Regions from separate parts of the Ovis aries genome. Here region 2 is linked to region 1. A link is a contact called in public Hi-C data. All regions are on one chromosome and are shown on one strand. The core of a region is the stretch at or near the end of the contact, and the rest is flanking DNA. Distances in the headings are between cores, read along the strand shown. Region 1 holds the start of RTRAF (RNA transcription, translation and transport factor). Region 2 has its middle 71 kb from the start of NID2.

Region 1 (2,530 bases), core at 13-2,512:
CAAGGATACCGACTATCACTGTCATTTGCTATTAAGGACATTAAACACATTCATGAAATAGTGTGCATGTGGTTTCATTTAATCCTTCCATATGCTTTTGAGGTAAGTAATATCCCCATTTTACCAGTGAAAAAGTTGAGGCTCAAAGTTTCAAAACCATATCTAAGCTCTATTCCTACTGAACCTTTTTTGTTAAATAAAAGGCAAAGCAGAAAAACAAGATTCTGTAAGATGACATGCTTCTACAGGAGATGACAAAACACTGTCATCCTGCTTGGAAATCATCTTCAATTTTCAAGTTCAAGCTTGAGTTCAAATTCCAGCTTCCCCAAGTCTTGAGAATACACAATGGTCTTAACATCCCAGGTGTTACGTGATCCCTTTCAAACTTAATCTACCACAGGCCAAGAATTCTGGAAGAAAATAAGTAGTCGTGGGCGACAGGTGAGTAGCAGTGGGTAGCAATCTTAATACTTTCTACAGTTTCAAGCTGTGAAATCCCAAACACCTTTGTATTTACAATTCAACCGCCCCGCTCATCTATTAACTCCCCCCCCCCACAACCCCCACACTGTAATTAGCTCGTTAATACACGCGCTCACCCCAACACTGTCTTGGACTTCATTTTTGTCTTGGGCTCAAACTACTGGATGGGTTCTAACTGCCCTTATTCCTAATCCCTCCCCTCCTTAGTTCCCTGAACGAGTCTTCAAGTTACTCGGTTTTTCTCTTCGAATTCCAGCACTGTGCCGACCCCAGCAGGTGCTCAGGGTATCGCCCAATCACCCGTGAAACACGGGGCTGAAGGGCTAAGTTAAAAAGCGAAGACTTTCCTTCTAGAGTGCTGAGGGCGCGGGCGAGGGCTGTGGGGGTGGTGTCTGGAGTTTAGCAAGTGCAGAAAGTGGCGATGCCGAGGCAAGAGTGGGTAGCGGAGAAGGAAGGATGGGAGAAAGCAGAGGTATTCGGGGCCAAGAGGAGAGGGGCGCCGGGGAGACAAGGCCGCGGACGGTCCGGGTGGAGAGCCCAGGAGCCGGCGCTGAGAAAGCGGCGGCCGGCCGGTCACGGACGCGCTGCGGGCCCGGGGCCGCCGCCTCACCTTTGCAGTTGAAGCCGGCAGGGTTGTGGTAGTCAAGGGCCGTCAACTTGCGTCGGAACATGGTCCCCGCTGCTCGCTCCGGTCCCCCGGGATGCGGCCGGGAGAGGCGAGGCGAGGCAAGGCAAGGAGAAGCAGGAGGCGCAGACACGGGTGACGCGACGAGAAGGCGGGCGGGCACCGGGAGCTCCGAAATGACGGCGGCCTTAGCCAATCGTGGCTTAGGAACGGCAGCCTCTGGACAATGCCCACCAATCGCGGCTCTGGCTGGGGAGGCGGGGCCACGTCGGGGCACGTCGACGCTTAAATAAACTTTATTGTCAGCTTTCTAGTTGTACAATAGGCAGAGAGCAACTGAGAAACATAGTTACCGCTTGCTTTCTTCGCGGTCTTGATAACAGCACGCAAAGAACAGTATCCTTAGAATTTCTGCTATGGGCCATACCTCTTATTGGACCATACAAACTGTTTAGTATTTTCAGTGTATTCATTCATTCATTCATTTAATTATATGCCTCCTACATAATAGGTGCTCTTCTAACAAGGCTAATACAAAGACTTTTAGCAAGGTCCGTTTATGACTGGGCCTTCCCTCCTGGCTCAGTCGGGAAAGAATCTGCCTGCAATGTGGGAGACCTGGCTTCGATTCCTGGGTCGGGAAGATCCCCTGGAGAAGGAAATGGCAACCCACTCCAGTATTCTTGCCTGGAGAATCCCATGGATGGAGGAGCCTGGTAGGCTACAGACCACTGGGTCACAAAGAGTCGGACACGACTGAGTGACTTCACTCACTCAAACCACCACTTTATGACTCCTTCGGCTTCCCAGGTGGCGCTAGTGGTAGAAGAACCCGCCTGCCAATGCAAGAGACCTGGGTTTGATCCCTGGGTTGGGAAGATCCCCTGAAGAAGAAAATGGCAACCCACTCCAGTATTCTTGCCTGGAAAATTCCATGCACTGGCGGGCTACAGTCTGTAGGGTCGCAAAGAGTCGGACACGACTGAAGCGACTGAGTATGCATACACATGACTTGTTAGGAGTGGTCCATAGATAAACATACAACTGTAATACTACGTGATAGTTCCTGACATGTCTAGCAACCACGAAATTTTGAAGCCAGAAACCTGGACTTACCCTTTACTCCCTCTGACTGCAGTTACAACATCCAGTAGCTCCTTGATTCCTGCTGTTCTGCCTCTCAAATTCCTCACCTCTTCCCAACCTCACTGTTGCTACCTCAAATCAGGGATTCATAATTTTTGCTTGCTCTAATTATCTGATTTCTTAGAGCCAGTTTTGCCTTCTCCAGCCCACTCCCCCACACAGCAATGATAGTGATTTTGTAAAATAAAAACCTCCTAAAACAAAAACCTGTCCATAACAGTTTAATGCTTAGTATCTTTCAGTGGGTCCTCATTGCCTTCTAGCAATCATCAA
Region 2 (2,530 bases), core at 13-2,512, 170 kb before region 1:
ATGTAATAAAATTAATAATTTTTAATATCATATAATCATGGATAAAGACCATCTATTTCTTGTACTACAGGATTCAAACAAGATCCACACAATGCATATTATTTATTTCCTCTGTTTCTAAAAAGTTTTAAAGAGTGTTATTAATGCCTGTACTGGACCTTTGCTGTGCCCCGGCTTTCTCTAGTTGTGGCGAGCAGGGTCTGCTCTTTGTTGCAGTGCATGAGCTTCTCAATTGCAGTGGCTTCGCTTACTGCGGGACACAGGCTCTAGGTTTGTGGGTTTCAGTAGCTGCGCACACAGCCTCAGTATTTGTGGCACGCAGGCTCTAGGGCGCCCAGGCTTCGGTAATTATGGCCTACCGGTTTAGTTGCTCTTCGGCATGTAGAATCTTCTCAGACCAGGGTTCGAACATTGGCAGGCGGACTGTCAACTTCTGGCCCACCAGGGAAGTGCTCCTCTCTCTCTTTTTCAGGGCCATTTATTTGTAGGAGAAATTTGATCAAACATTTGATCACATCTACAGAATTTCATGTTCTATGTTTGGCTGTTGCGTCTTTGTTGTATTTTCCCAAGGATTCCTAGTTTCTTTTCACTGGGAAATGGTATTTGGAGACCACCGTATGGGCATAAGAGATAGTCTTTGCTACTGAATTATCACTGTTTTGTGGATTTTTCAGAGTAAAGAGTGAGAACGTTTACACATTTGAAAATGAGAGAAACTTGAATTCTTACTGATATTTCCAATTTAAATTTAAGATTGCATGGTTTTTCCTAACTGACTTATATCTGTATATTACTTCTCCCTTGCTGATCAGTTTGATTTCTGTGATATTATTAGTACCATCATTACTTATTAGCTTTAGTTTGAAAAGAACACATTTAATGCAGGTTAAGATTTCTTTGTAATAAATCCATGGGGGTAATATTATCTCTTGTGTCTCTGAGGATGTTAAGTATAATGTTTTTTACATTGATATATTTCAAATTACTTTTATTGTTTCTGTTTTCAGTGTTCAGATTTTCTTAAATATCTGGTGAACCTTGGCTGTTGACTCAAAAGTAAGAGATGCTGAAGCATCAGTATTACTAATAACATAAGATTACTAAGAGTATAAAACCAACAGAGTTAAGTAAAAATCCCATAATCTCATATTTGAATAGGAAATATCAGTATAAACTCATTTTTTGTCTCTTAAATTAAAAAAAACATATTTCATTGCTCTGACTGTTGAAAAGACCTAGAAACAATGAATTTAGTAGTAATAAGCACAACAGGCATTCACATTATGGTCTCTGAATACCATTCCCTACTAAGAGAAACCAGAAATCTTTGGGGAAATGCCTGATTCCAAGTTTGCCCTGTGCTGTGCTTAGTCACTCAGTTGTGCCTGACTCTTCACAGATTCTAAGTTTAGGGCAGGACTTAAAAAGTGAGTCTAAGTCAAAGAAGAAATGAGGAAATCTTCAAAACAAATAGTCAGATCGAAACCATGTAAAAGCCATTCTTAAGAGGCTCCCACTGGCCAAAGATGGGGCAACTTGTACATGAAAAAAATAGTGAGGAAATCTTTCAAAACAAATAGTCAAATCGAAACCATGTAAAAGCCATTCTTAAGAGGCTCCCACTGGCCAAAGATGGGGCAATTTGTACATGAAAAAAATTAGAACACATCAGGTAATGAAAAATTAATGAATTTATGCAGGTCAGGAAGCAACAGTTAGAACTGGCCTTGGAACAACAGACTGGTTCCAAATAGGAGAAGGAGTACGTCAAGGCAGTATATTGTCACCCTGCTTATTTAACTTATATGCAGAGTACATCATGAGAAACGCTGGACTGGAAGAAGCACAAGCTGGAATCAAGATTGCCGGGAGAAATCTCAATAACCTCAGATATGCAGATGACACCACCCTTATGGCAGAAAGTGAAGAGGAACTAAAAGCCTCTTGATGAACGTGAAAGAGGAGAGTGAAAAAATTGGCTTAAAGCTCAACATTCAGAAAACTAAGATCATGGCATCCAGTCCCATCACTTCATGGCAAATAGATGGGGAAACAGTGGAAACAGTGGCAGACTTTATTTTGGGGGCTCCAAAATCACTGCAGATGGTGACTGTAGCCCTGAAATTAAAAGATGCTTACTCTTTGGAGGGAAGTTATAACCAACGTAGACAGCATATTAAAAAGCAGAGACATTACTTTGTCAACAAAAGTCTGTCTAGTCAAGGCTATGGTTTTTCCAGTAGTCATGTATGGATGTGAGAGTTGGACTATAAAGAAAGCTGAGCACTGAAAAATTGATGCTTCTGAACTGTGGTGTTGGAGAAGACTCTTGAGAGTCCCTTGGACTGCAAGGAGGTCCAACCAGTCTATCCTAAAGGAAATCGTTCCTGAATATTCATTGGAAGGACTGATGTTGAAGCTGAAACTCCACTACTTTGGCCACCTGATGCAAAGAGCTGACTCATTTGAAAAGACCCTGATGCTGGGAGGGATTGGGGGCAGGAGGAGAAGGGGACAACAGAGGATG

The links. Hi-C and Micro-C count contacts between places; a contact is called where the count stands out from the background.
Region 2: a Hi-C map of skin fibroblasts shows a contact between it and region 1, with 3 times the contacts expected there. The contact joins the enhancer-like site here to the promoter of RTRAF in region 1. A contact is called at or near these places in 6 of 16 Hi-C or Micro-C datasets (hypothalamus, mesenteric adipose tissue, muscle and 2 more).

Annotation. Positions count from the first base shown.
Region 1 is chr7:43,083,016-43,085,545 of ARS-UI_Ramb_v3.0, reverse strand. It overlaps RTRAF (RNA transcription, translation and transport factor), which reads right to left and starts at 1,262. Exons shown (of 8, transcript XM_027971745.2): 1 at 1,097-1,262. The coding sequence starts at 1,157.
Region 2 is chr7:43,253,178-43,255,707 of ARS-UI_Ramb_v3.0, reverse strand. No RefSeq gene overlaps it. Among named protein-coding and RNA genes, the nearest start is that of NID2, 71 kb to the right of the region's middle. Within about 2 kb of position 1,262, at least 2 of the 54 cell types and tissues checked have an H3K27ac peak or open chromatin away from gene starts, as enhancers often do.